Linked DNA regions of Rattus norvegicus: region 1 is linked to region 2. Evidence: chromatin contacts called from public Hi-C data. All regions are on one chromosome and are shown on one strand. The core of a region is the stretch at or near the end of the contact, and the rest is flanking DNA. Distances in the headings are between cores, read along the strand shown.

Region 1 (7,253 bases), core at 2,755-5,254, 200 kb before region 2:
TTCCTTCCACTGAGGCTCGTCCCAGTCCAGTTCATAGAACACGACCACCAGCGCTGGCACGAGGTTCAGATGCTTATTCATCCAGCCGGTCTTTAGGATTCCTTTAGGAATGTACCACTCATACGAAGTTCTCTGCCAACCGTGACGAAAAAGTTAGCTGACGAGAAAAGCAGCAGATGCCACCCCCAGAGTGCCAGGCACGTCACATTTGTTTGCTTCACTCAGTACGCACACTACCTGTTATTAAGACGGGACAGTCAACCCATCAGATATTAATAAAAGCTCTGAGTGTCTAAGTCAGAGTGGAACCTGAACCACACAAACACTACACTTCCCATGGAAGGAAGAATGGCCAGAGCAAAAAAATAAAAGTCTCGATAATGCCAAGGACCTCGGCTCCTGTAAAAAGTATTCAGCCATTTTCTAGGTCTGCTTCTACACTTTCCCATCTGATTTCTGCTCCTGTAAAATAGTAAAATGATCTAAGATCCACTATGCCTTCATTTGTTCACGTACTGCCGTGACAGCATCTTACTGTGGATAAAATAAAAATGCTTTAGAAAACAGGTGAAGCTGAACCTAACCACAAAGGCCATGGACTCCAAACGCAGCTGGCAGTGATGAATGGGTAATGCGGCTTCTTCCTTTTGAGAAGACTGTTAACGTTATGGACACGTGGGGGTATTTTAATGAAAAGGAAAGGGGGGTAGATAGAAAGGACACTTTCTGCAAAGCCTAAAAGTTCCTGAGTTCAATTCTCAGAACCCACACTGCAAATTGTCATCAGACTTGCGCACACAAACATACACACACACACACACACACACACACACACACACAAAAACATGCACACTAGATACATTTTTAAAAAAAAAAATGTAGGCTCAAGTACAGAAAGCATTGCGACTAGTGCTCATGAGGCTAAAAGTGAGTGTTATTAAACATGCGCATACATTCCACAGTGTATGAAATACCTGTTCTTCCTTAGGCACATGGTAACCTTTGCCCTGATAAACTCAGGGGATTCCAGTACACATAACTGGAGCAGGATTGAAAGGAAGAAGAGGACAGGGGCTATGAATGAATGCAAGTGACCCTATGTCATTACCTTTGATCTACATTTTGGGTATTCATGGTCACCTGGGAGCACTTTGAAAGAAATTGGTACCCGGTCAGCTCTCCGATTGGCACAGAAAGCATCCCAGACTGCTCGATGGACAGCATTATACACCACATCAAGGCCAGTAAGTGTAACAAAAGCCATAGGCCGGCAACATAACTCCACAGGGAAGTCCCACTGTGTGGGGCTCATGTTTAAGACGTCACAGAAAACTCTGAAATACAAATGTTAAGATAGCCATAATTAGTTTTAAAAACCAACATCAGTATCTAATTATAAACATTGCAAAAAGACAAAAGGCTCTGCATATACACAGTCAAGCAAATAGAAGAGAGCAGATGAAAACTCTAATTACTAAGTCAGACATTAAAATTACTAATTGCACTGCTGTTAGAAAAGGTTGTACTCAATTTTCAGACAAATTCTCTATTTCAATAATCTTTCAAAATGTCTATTAAAGTGTGGAATGAACAGACTAAGAAAGCAGATTAAGTGAAAAATTAAAACAGATCCAGCCTGGCGCATGCTAGCACATGCTGTAATCCCACAGCTCAGGAGGCTGACACAGGAGGATCAAGTGTTCAAGATGGACTGGTATAAAATAAATTTTTATTAAGAAGAATATTCAAGCCATATATGTGCCCTGTATCAACAATAATCAATAAAATTAAAAAAATAGTTATTGACTTACATATATAAAAAATCCAACTTTCTCAAATTTCTTTGGAATTACAATTATCTAATTTCTCAGCACTTAGAATATAATTCTAATTTAATAGCTGCTTTTCTGATTTTCATAACATAGCATGAAAATCAATAGATAAAGGAAAATCTCTAAAAAAAAAAAAAGACACTGGAAATGAACGGAAATCCCTAGGACACGTTTGTATGGCATCCTTTAGCTGAGTCTACAATAAATGCAGTTATGAACTGACTTTAGAAAATCACTGTATAAAAATGTGCTTATTCCAAACAAAAGTGTCACAATATTTTTAGAGTAATTTCTTATTTCTGAAAGGATTTATCATATGCTTCTTTAAAGAAGGGACTGTCATCATCACATGATACAAAATGCAAGGCCAACTCTGGGAAAATTTTAGTGTCAAATGCCACTTGATCCCTAAAATGTGGATTGTTTCTAACTGGAAAGTTAACGACCTTTACTAATAGCGACCTCCTGCTCAAATGCTAAGGAGCAATGGATAGTGAAACATTTGGAAAGCTTGACAGAAATGATGCATCTACAACATAAGCTTGCAGAGTTGCTTTAAAAGACGTTTGGGAAGGGCTGTGCTATATGGGCGAAGAAATCCACTGCTTCTGGGGAACTGAAAATGAGCAAAACAGAAGCAGTCAAAATATAATATGGCTTCCATATCTGCCTAATACCAAACATTCTAGACAAGTGTGTGAACGGAGCATTTCCCTTGATAATCTTAAGAGGCTCAAAAGAAATAGCTGTGGCCCTTGAATATTGAATGGATACAGGCGGAGAGTAGAAATAACCTTTTAAAATAAAGTTTTTAAATTAGTACTGCCTAAGAGGCATATAGTACGAATCACAAAAATAATGTCAAAATTCCCAACAGTTATGTTAGAAGGTAAAGGAGGAGTTGGTTCAGAAAGCAAACTCCTGAAAACCCAGCATTCGGGAGGCAGAGGCAGGAGGACTATTCAAATTCCCAGTCCATAGGGCAATTTCAGGGCAGCCAGGGCTATGGAGATCTCAAAGAGAGTCCCCCACCCACCCGGCAAAAAAGAAATAGAAAGATGGGGGATTTTAGACATATTCTATTTTAGCCGAAAATATTTCCCAAACATCGTAAGTAACCCATGAACTTGTAAAAACCTATTTGTGTATCGTCTTCAAACCCAAACCCTGTGTGTATTGTACAGGAACAGCACGCCTCAGTTCAGATTAGCCGATTTCAAGTGTCTATAGCCCCTTCTTGGCTACTGACAGTGTAGCTCTTGATTACTGCAAATCTGTTCCAACAACATCATGAAAACTGCACCAGCCATCCCTGCCTTATTCTACCTTACAAGCGTTGGCACTTGCAATGGTCCTGCCTATGCTGTAGGGAAATTTAAAAAGGGATGGTACAGGACAAGTGCTGACTGAATAGATTTCAATGACACACAGGAAATAAATCGCTTCCTGGAAAATAATGGAGTAACTATTGTCAATATATGTCAAGCAAACTATTGACAGGGAGGGAACATATAAAAGTACAAAGTAAGTGCTCAGCACCAGATCACCTGGTTAGTGCAAGCTATCGTAGAAGAGAAACAAGCTAACTCAATCAAAGTAACTACTAAAGAAGACGGATATCAATAAACAGGTGGTTCGGGATGCAAGACACGGGCTAGCAAGCAAGGATTGACAGACGCCCACCTGCAAAAAGATCAAATGAACGAAAAGACTGTCCCTAGGGTCGCAGCATTCGACGCTAGTAGCTGCAACTGGGCAAGGAGAATAACCTCAAAGTCCTAGAAACTGACAATTTTCCTCCACCATTCCCACCTCGCTAGAAATAAGTGCGTTCTTCTTTGCAGGTGAAGGAGAAACGCCAAGGGGACACTCAGGCCACTAAACCAGTCGGGATGGCCTGGAAGGTTTCTGGGCTCAACTCACCCAGGCCCTGGACCCGCTGCAGCCGCGGCGAGTCTCCGTCGGCCCCGAAAGAGCCAGGAGAGTCAGGGAGGGGCGTCTAGGAACACGGCCACCGACAACCGACAGCCCCAGCCCCAGACCGGGCGGCAGAAGGCGAGACTTCCTTTTCCCCGCCTCCGTTGGCACAGGAAGCACTTCCTGGGCTTGAGTGACAGTACCGCACACCAGTCCTGGAATAGAACGGGGTTTCTTGTTAGGAAGGTGTTCCATTTCCTAGAGGAGAAGGAGTTGGGGGCGGAAAAAGAAGAAGCCAATAGGAGAAGCGATCGTGAGAGGGGGCGGGGCTTCCTCGTTACCGCCCATCAGTAGCTGGTCAGAGGTCTAGGTGTCCCTTAACGTGATCCTGGTTCCCGATTGCACTTAACGCGATCCTTGGTTCCCGGCCCAAAGCCGATTGCCGGTGGCTTGGAGCTGCCGAGGATCGGGAGTGCGCGAGGTCGTACCCACGGCTGCAAGGAAGGTTTCCCTAGACCGAGGCGCGGAAACGGGGTGCCTCGGCCTCCCGCCCGCTGCCCGCCCGTTCTTCGCGGTAGCGAACGCCGAGCGCCCGGAGCGATGGGTGCCAACGAGGATCAGGAGGTGAGAACCCAGGACTGGTCACCTCTGTCTCGGCCCAGGTCCCAACGTGGTGCACCCGGACTTCGCACATGTCCTTCGCTCTGAGAGCCTTCATTGCCTGTCCGGATGTCCCACGTTGGTGGATCGCCTGCCAGATAGCACTGGACAACCGTATGGCCAGCAAGCATGAATGGATCACGTGAGACTAAACCTCCCGTTTCCCTTATTTGTCTTTTTTTTTTTTTTTCAACCCGAAGGTCTCCTTAGATTTTCTTGCTAAGATGAGTGTCCTTGGTCCACGACCCTAGTGCACTTGGCCATCCTTAAATCCCTTTTGTGGCTTAGCGCTTGTGTGTCCAGTTATTCTGTCTTAAAATCTGAACACCTTTAAATTTTAAAACTTGTGGTTTCGTAGAAAGGGTTGAGTAAGTAAAATCTCTGGAGAAAAATGAATGACCCTGTGTTTTGGTTTCAGTCCCTGATGCTTAGTGAAGTCTGCAGTCATTCTGTTGTTGAGTAGATATACAATGTTTTGAGCATCCACATATCAATCCTAATCTTGTAGTTTGTGCTTTGGGTTTTGTTGGTAATGGTGGTGGTGGTGGGTTTTTTTTGTTTGTTCGTTTTGCAAAATATATTGGTATAGACTCGGAAGGAATAGGTACTATAAATTATTTGTCATTTTTTTTTTTTTTTGGTTCTTTTTTTTTTCGGAGCTGGGGACCGAACCCAGGGCCTTGCGCTTCCTAGGTAAGCGCTCTACCACTGAGCTAAATCCCCAGCCCAAATTATTTGTCATTTAACTTTCTAACTCTATAATGTGTCCAGGTGAGAAAGCAAAGTGTCAACAGTGCTCGAGCACCCTTGGGCGGTTTGGTGAGTGTGGTAGAATAAGGATTAGAAGATAAATCTCTAGGTGGTCGCCTTTAATCCCAGGATTTCGGGAGGCAGCAGGCAGGCCGATTTCAGAGTTTGAGACTAACCTGGTTCAAAGGAGTAGTTCCAGAAATCCCATCCCATAGAAAAAAAATCTTATGTCGCAGTAGACTCCTTGTATAGTAGTAGAGATGTAGTAATTTGCTGTTTATTTTGACTGTGTTCCTTAAAATGTTCTGACAATGTAGATGTTAAAAGAAGCTAGGTTACAAATACTCCATAAAGGACCCCAACATCCATAGGGTAATTGGTATCTGAATATCCTGCTAAAATATTCCTGCCAGTTCATGGACTTGACTGATGGTTCATCATCATGGCTGGTAGCTGACTCCACCTCAGACCTAAAGAATCTGAGACCAAATTCCTGGCAGGGGTTACTAATTAGCAAAATTACTGTGCCAGCATCCAGGAACCTTTGATTTCAACAGTGAAGTTTTATTCTTCCTCATGATAGGTGTCTGGATCTTTGAAGATAGTTTCCTGCCCAGTTTTGAAGATGCTGGCTTTGAAAATAAAATGAAACAACAAAAAAAGAGACATCATATGTCTCCAGTTCACTTTTGTTCACTTATCTTAGTTCCTTTGCTGTCCTGATTTGAGTGTGTGAACTGAATCTCCGTTTGCTTCTGCTGAAACTGTTGCCTCACACTGTCTTCTGATTTACTGTCTGTCAACATCCCCTGAGTGCTTTATACAATAACAGTTCATCCTTCATCCTCTACTTTGATATTTAGGTATTAGATGCAATTTTAATGTAATATTTAATGTAATAATGTTAATATTTACCCTGTTAAGTATATCATAGCTTTATTTAAAAGTACTTCATCTTAATTCTTTCATTGTCATGATTCGTTTTCTCATCAATCATCATCCACACATTTTATCAAGCCTGTCTTCTCTTTTTGTTCCTGCCCAAGTTATTAATTAAAGTATGGAAAGGGGTTATGGCTGAAGTTACATTCTTGAATCCAGTTTGGATTTCTGTGTTTTTCTTTGTTGTTTTGTATTGTTTTTGTTCTGATCTGTAAAGGGAGCCTTGCTGAAATCTAAAGAGATCGAGTCTGGTGCTTTTCTTGAAAGTACACGATCACTCTGAGAAGGGGTATTTAGCTATATCTTGTAATGCTTGCTGGACCCTAAGGATTCTGAGCTCTTATGCCCTGTTTCTTTATGATCTAATCTAAAATTCATACACGGAGAGTAAATCAAGGTCCCCCTCTCTAATCTGTAGGATTAATGACATCAATCTTTTTGCAAATGAAAACAGATACCCTTGGTTTTGTTTCTCCAAGACCCTGCTTTCAGTCACTGTGATGGAGCTCTCTCATCTGTGGAACCACGGTATTGAGAATAAATCCCAGGCAGGGGTTACTAATTGGCATCTTCTCGTCTAGTCCTTCCACCATCTTGAATAGATCCTGGAATAGATCCTGTCGATTCTCTTCTTTCTTGGGGCTGTTGTATATCACTTAAGCTTTGTGTTCCTCTATAGAAATAATTAGATATAACTGATATTCTTTTCCAAACAGGAAATCGTTGTGCTTCCGTTTCTCATTTCCAAGTTTAGTGCATTTTCTATACACTGGGTTAGGTGTCCATAAGTAGAGTGATAAAAGACAAAATATTTTCAAGTTGCTCTAACCTAAATCTTTCCTCTACCGTATGGAGAAGGAAGTATGGTAATGTACTCTTCACAGGGCCTATGTGAGAATTAAGTGAGCTGATACAATATAAAAGTCCTTAGCTTCGCCCAACACCTGCCCTCAAGATGCTGTTAATGTGATCGTACTGTGTTGGTGTGCACACATATATCCTGGTTTAGGGCCAGTAAGTTAGGCCACATCTTAACTATATGTAATGTGGGTTTGAATGAGAAGCTAAGGTCTTTCTAAGCCAGGCATACCACTCAACAAAATCCATTGTTTTTGTTTATTTGTTTGTTTTTTCAGATGGAACTAGAAGCTT
Region 2 (6,885 bases), core at 1,239-3,738:
GAAGCCACAGATCCACTGCTCTGGGAGCTGCTTTTGGAAGCTAACAGTGATGCAGCTACCTGAGAAGTCAGTAGTGATGTATTTGTTGAACTGCTCTTGGGCATTAGTAAAGAGGTGCCTGATGAGGAACTGTTTTTAGAAACTGATGATGAAATGTTTGCCTCTGAACTAGCTTTGGTTGTTAACCCACTCGAAGCTGTCTCTGAACTAGACTTACAAGACAGTAATGGCAACTCTACTTCTGAGCTTCCGGAGGAACCCAACAAGGGCACCTCAATCTCTGAGCTGCTCTGAGAAACTGAAACTGAAGAACCTTCCAAAGCATTCTTTCTAGGTGATCCACTATGCTGTCTGGAATCAGTGGATTTCGTCACATGACTATTCAGACTGGATTTTAACAGTGAAGAAACAAAGGATGCTGAACCATGTTTATCTGGAGCTTCTGGCTCAGAAGCTTTTCCAGACCCTGCTGATGTTACCTGAGAGGAATTGCTGCTGCTTTGGCTGCAAACAGATCTATCGCCTTCACTTGTGGAACTATTCTGATGGGAGACACCAGAGTTGCTCCGAGCTGAGGTCCCACTACTCTCTGATTTGGTGGACGACCCCTTGGATCCTGAACTGTTTTCTTGCTGAGCTGAACGATCTGTTTTGGCAGATTTTTTCCCATGATCTCGCTCAACTGAAGAATTGTTTTTTCCTTCTATGGATCGTTTTTTGGATGGCTCTTCTACCCCTTCTAGAAAGAAGAGAAACACAGGTATTTTACTAGGAGTCCCCACAGACATGTCGATCAACAAAACATTCATTTAAAAAGCACAGAGAGCAGGGTGGCAGCACATGCCTTTAATCCTGGCATGCAAGAACCCCGAATTTGAGGCCAGCCTGGTCTACAGAGCAAGTTCCAGGATAGGCTGGGCTACACAGAGAAACCCTATCAAAACAAAACAAAAACAAGCAAACAACAACAACAACAAAAGCACAAAATAATTTCAGAAAGTAGTTTTTCTTAAAGTATGGAACAACTTCATTAATGTATTAAAACAGGTATTGTTAATATTAATTTCTAATATTAAATTAAGAGCATCAGACATCAGACTTGAACATCTAAAACAGTTAAAGTAAATTATCAAATTCAGCACCTAAGACAGACAGAAACACAGTTTACCTTTAACATTTCAGCTAGATTAATACAGCATACACACTCTGGATTGTTAAAAAGAAATTAGTAATGACAATAATTCCTAATTTTATCAAGCTTATTTTCTAAACTCCTATGTATGTTCACATCTATGATCTGCTAACCATTGCTACTCGATATCCCTCTTTTCTTCACCTTGGCAACCAGTTCGTCTCGTGTGGTATGGATTGGAGCATCTGTCACTTTGATGCCTTCAGCCATACTAAGAATTTTATCCATAACTTTTTGAGGGTACCTGAAAAAGAAGCAAAAGTCGCTCTCAAGAAGTGTTTTTCGAAAAGTACTGGCAGTGTGAGGAATGCAGGCCCGCGGAGACTGCATTTCCTGGTCGCGATCAAAGTGTACGAACCGCGAGACAACTTTTGTTTCCCGAGATGCCAGGGACAAATGTCCTAGGGCTCGGGAGGCGGGTCTGTGCCAGGGAACCTTTAAACTCGGTCTCCCTGGCCGAGAACCGTCAGCTATGCGGCAACAACTCCATCTGCCGGGCGCAAACAACCCGGACACCGGCCAACAGTGAGGTCGAGGCTGCCACGGTCGCCCCTCTTGCCTTCCGAGGACCGACAGTGCCACCGATTCCCGCGCTTCCAAAGCGGCCCTCCCTAGCGACTCTGGTCCCCGCGAGCGCGCCTCGCCCAGCGACAGGGGGCGCGGACGAAGCCCGGAAGGCTGGATAGCGACGCTCCCACTCACCGGCACCCTAGGAAGACATGGTTTGCCCAGGCCATGGAGAAGGAGACGAGCTGCTGTAGCTGCCGACTGCGGGCTCCGCTTTCCGCGTCCGCAGTCTCCTCGGTCGCGGGGACCAGGTCCCCGGCATTGCGAAGCAGAAACTCCCGGCGGTGGCGCCAGTGTTTGTCCGTCTCGCCCTCGCAGCGAAGGGTCTCCACCCAGGCGGCTACTCGCGGGTTCTGGCTCAGGTACTCGGATACCTCCTGCGCCATGTTGGGACCCTGCGAGACGAGGAGAGCGCGAGCGCACAGGGCGGAGCGGCGAGCGGCCCTGTCAGCGCGGCCTGCACCGGCGGCCCTCCCGAGAACGCCCCTCCAGAAGCCCAAACACCAAACAACAGAACAAGGCGCCGACGAACCGCCCACTTCCGCCTGCCGCTGGCTCGCTCCCTTTTATAACCTCGCTGCCGCCGCGCACTCGCGCGCCCTTCCGGCGCGAGCGCGTTCTCCCAGGATGCTTTGCAGCGCCCAGCCGCCGGCGACTCAGCGGTTGCGCCCACCTCGGTCGGAGGGCGCGCCCGGCTGAGGCGGAGCCGAGGCGACTGAGGGGCAGGCGTGCCTCCCGCCCTGAGAGGGCGCGCGGCGCCAGTGCGGCAGCCTCAGCGTTCCGGCGGCGCTTTGTGACGCCGGGCTCTGTTTCCGCCCCCGGGCTTGGCGACCGCGGGCGGAACGCGGAGACCTGGCGTCGCGGGAGTCGCCGCTCCGCCTGCGCGTCTCCGCCCTCGGACACTCGCAGTCGCGCGCGGCCAAAATAAACAAAAGCTGGCTTCCATGGCCGCCCTGCCTCAAGAGCTGCTGTGTACCGGGGGAAGTAAACCCAGTGTCCCGAGGCCAGGAAAGTCTCGGGGCGTTTGGGGACGTGGGGATGGATGTCTTGAGCGGCAGGGGCAATAAAAGTACTAAGCACGAATGTAACTTAACCGGCAAGCACAAGCTACTCCTCCAGTTTATTTAAAGCCAGACGACCTTTGCGCCTGCGCCGCACGATCTGGCTTGGTTTCCGCGGTTTCTTAGGTTCCTGGTTCAACCCAGACAATACCTGCTTCCTCTCCCCTAACGTTTTTGGTCCTCAAGCTATAAACAACCCTATGTCAACTGCTTTTAGCTGTTAACGCCGGTAGGACCAAAGTGGAAATGTATCTGCTTATCTCGTCTGCCCGGCCTCTTCCCTCAAGAGCAACTGTGCTTTTGCACTTTTATGTGTTCCATGTTTTTGCTTGCATGTCTGCCTGTGCTTTATGTACATGTCTGATGCCCTTGGACGCAAGAGGGCTATGGATCTGGAGTTGAAGTGATGCGGGATTTTGAGCGCCGTGTGGGTTCTGGGAATTGAACCCAGGTCTTCTTGAAGATCTGCGGGTACGGCGGAGCCAACTCTCCAACCCGTGGTTTTTTAGTTGCTGGTGTGTTTATTAACATTTCCAAGTTTAGTTATATGTATAATATTAGTGAAATCAAAGCATGAGTGTAATAATATGAATAGTGATAAATTATGTGATTGAATTTTCCTCCAATAGATGTTTGCGTTTCTGTTGTGAGAATGCTTAAATCAGAATGATTGGGGTTGGGGATTTAGCTCAGTGGTAGAGCGCTTGCCTAGGAAGCGCAAGGCCCTGGGTTCGGTCCCCAGCTCCGAAAAAAAAAAACAAAAAAACAAAAAAAACAGAATGATTAAGGAAAAAAATTAAGTCATTTTGTTACTAAACTTTGACAGTTATAAGCCTGTGCCCTAACACGATTCTGCTTCAATTAGCCAATTAGAAGATTCACATTAGTGGGAAGCAGGTAAAGACCTTTAAAGAGACCACACAGGCAAGGGGAGACAAAGACGGCTGCAGTGTGCACTCTGGAGCAGAGGCAGGCGGATCTCTGAGTTGAGGCCAGCTTGGTCTACAGAGCTAGTTCCAGGACTACACTAAGAAACCGTTTTCCAAACCCTGCCCCCTCCCGCTAGATGAAGAGAGGAGAGGAAGGGGGGGTGTGGAGACAGGAGGAGAAGGGGGAGGGGAGAGGAGAGTAGGAAAGAGGATGAGAGAGAAAAACAGAGAGAGAGAGAGAGAGAGAGAGAGAGAGAGAGAGAGAAATGAGGGAGATGGATACTGACACCCACCCGACCCCAAGTGAGTCTTTCAGACCCTGAAATGAGATTCACGTTTAAATAAAAGGCTAGGGATGTGGACATTTAAGATATGAGTCATCACAAATGGGATCTCATAAAACTGCAAAGCTTCTGTAAGGCAAAGGACACTGTGGTTAGGACAAAACGGCAACCAACAGATTGGGAAAAGATCTTTACCAATCCTACAACAGATAGAGGCCTTATTTCCAAAATATACAAAGAACTCAAGAAGTTAGACCGCAGGGAAACAAATAACCCTATTAAAAAATGGGGTTCAGAGCTAAACAAAGAATTCACAGCTGAGGAATGCCGAATGGCTGAGAAACACCTAAAGAAATGTTCAACATCTTTAGTCATAAGGGAAATGCAAATCAAAACAACCCTGAGATTTCACCTCACACCAGTGCGATTGGCTAAGATCAAAAACTCAGGTGACAGCAGATGCTGGCGAGGATGTGGAGAAAGAGGAACACTCCTCCATTGTTGGTGGGGTTGCAGACTGGTAAAACCATTCTGGAAATCAGTCTGGAGGTTCCTCAGAAAATTGGACATTGAACTGCCTGATGATCCAGCTATACCTCTCTTGGGCATATACCCAAAAGATGCCTCAACATATAAAAGAGACACGTGCTCCACTATGTTCATCGCAGCCTTATTTATAATAGCCAGAAGCTGGAAAGAACCCAGATGCCCTTCAACAGAGGAATGGATACAGAAAATGTGGTACATCTACACAATGGAATATTACTCAGCTATCAAAAACAACGAGTTTATGAAATTCATAGGCAAATGGTTGGAACTGGAAAATATCATCCTGAGTGAGCTAACCCAATCACAGAAAGACATACATGGTATGCACTCATTGATAAGTGGCTATTAGCCCAAATGCTTGAATTACCCTAGATCCCTAGAACAAACGAAACTCAAGACGGATGATCAAAATGTGAATGCTTCACTCCTTCTTTAAATGAGGAAAAAGAATACCCTTGGCAGGGAAGGGAGAGGCAAAGATTAAAACAGAGACTGAAGGAACACCCATTCAGAGCCTGCCCCACATGTGGCCCATACATATACAGCCACCCAATTAGACAAGATGGATGAAGCAAAGAAGTGCAGACCGACAGGAGCCGGATGTAGATCGCTCCTGAGAGACACAGCCAGAATACAGCAAATATAGAGGCGAATGCCAGCAGCAAACCACTGAACTGAGAATAGGTCCCCTATTGAAGGAATCAGAGAAAGAACTGGAAGAGCTTGAAGGGGCTCGAGACCCCAAAAGTACAACAATGCCAAGCAACCAGAGCTTCCAGGGACTAAGCCACTACCTAAAGACTATACATGGACTGACCCTGGACTCTGACCCCATAGGTAGCAATGAATATCCTAGTAAGAGCACCAGTGGAAGGGGAAGCCCTGGGTCCTGCTAAGACTGAACCCACAGTGAACTAGTCTATGGGGGGAGGGCGGCAATGGGGGGAGGGTTGGGAGGGGAACACCCATAAGGAAGGGGAGGGGGGAGGGGGATGTTTGCCCGGAAACCGGGAAAGGGAATAACACTCGAAATGTATATAAGAAATACTCAAGTTAATAAAAAAAAAAAAAAAAAAAAAAAAAAAAAAAAAAAAGAAAATAAATCACCAAAGAATAAGAAAAAAAAAAAAAAAAAAAAAAAAAAAAGATATGAGTCATCAAACAGCGGCATTGTCCAGGCCTGAGTCTCCGAGGCGAGGTGGCTAAACTGTGGTCAGAACTTGAAATCTTTTTCAAGAAGACAAAGTCCCATTAGCTGGAGCCTTTTACTTCTAAGATTTTGGGGGGAAATTCTCATTTTTTAAGGGTCCATTGTTTGAATAGTCTAATAAGAGAGTAAGAGGGGCTGGGGATTTAGCTCAGTGGTAGAGCGCTTACCTAGGAAGCGCAAGGCCCTGGGTTCGGTCCCCAGCTCCGAAAAAAAAAAAAAAAAAAAAAAAAAAAAAGAGAGTAAGAAGCAGGAGCCTTTTAAATTACCTTCATTTCAGCCCAGCCAGTCACCCCAAGCCAAGATCTATGAGCTTGAGGCCAGCCTGGTTAACAAAGTGAACAGGAACAGCCAGGGCTACACAGAGAAAGCCTGTCTGGAAAAAAAAAAAAAAACAAAAAACAAAACACTTTAAAAAAATTTCTTTTTCTACCAGGCAGTTACAATGTTAGATGACACTGAATAAGCAGAAATGCTGTCTTTTAAAATTTATATACATGCTGGAGCAATAAGAACCAGCTTCATGAAAACACTGCCTTCCTTGCCATACCAGAAGAGGCTACAACAGCAGGCCAAAAACCGTTTTTTGGAAGCTTCAATCTTGCTCTCCTATTCCTTTTATAGTTAAGACCTGAAATGTAAAGGCTATAGAAGCATTTGGCAAGGGGTTCAGAAGAAAATATGATTTCATAGCTAGGTGACATTGGTAAATTGTTTATTTGTGACAGATTTCTCAGTGTAACTGAGCCCTCGATGTCCTGGACTTGCTTTGTAGACCAGGCTGGTCTCCAGCTCACATGATCTGCCTGCATCTGCCTCTCCAAGTGCTAGAATTAAAGGCATGTGTCACCATATCTGGTGACACTGGTAAATTTTCAAAACAAGATATTTTTCTCTTGCTGCCCTGTGTCTTCCTTCTGACTAGCTTCAAGGCCATGGCAGAAAATCAAATAGAACATTTTCTTTTCTCTCCCTTTTCCCTCTCTCCCTTCCTTTCTTTCTCCCTCCCTCCCTCCCTCTCTCCTTCCCTTCCCTTTCTTTCTTCCCCTTCCTTCCTTCCTTCCTTCCTTCCTTCCTTCCTTCCTTTCTTTCTTTT

What was found. Hi-C and Micro-C count contacts between places; a contact is called where the count stands out from the background.
Region 1: a contact with region 2 is called in a Hi-C map of hepatocytes, with 2.8 times the contacts expected there. The contact joins the promoter of Trappc11 here to the promoter of Cdkn2aip in region 2. A contact is called at or near these places in 1 of 12 Hi-C or Micro-C datasets (hepatocytes) and 1 of 1 datasets of contacts at active chromatin or transcription factors (oligodendrocytes).

What each region holds. Positions count from the first base shown.
Region 1 is chr16:51,462,606-51,469,858 of GRCr8, reverse strand. It overlaps Trappc11 (trafficking protein particle complex subunit 11), which reads right to left and starts at 4,004. Exons shown (of 30, transcript NM_001169115.1): 1 at 3,756-4,004; 2 at 1,109-1,334; 3 at 1-132. The coding sequence starts at 1,312. It overlaps Rwdd4 (RWD domain containing 4), which reads left to right and starts at 4,141. Exons shown (of 8, transcript NM_001034994.1): 1 at 4,141-4,373; 2 at 7,238-7,253. The coding sequence starts at 4,350.
Region 2 is chr16:51,264,535-51,271,419 of GRCr8, reverse strand. Cdkn2aip (CDKN2A interacting protein) reads right to left here and starts at 2,488. Exons shown (of 3, transcript NM_001014000.1): 1 at 1,895-2,488; 2 at 1,306-1,436; 3 at 1-739. The coding sequence starts at 2,145.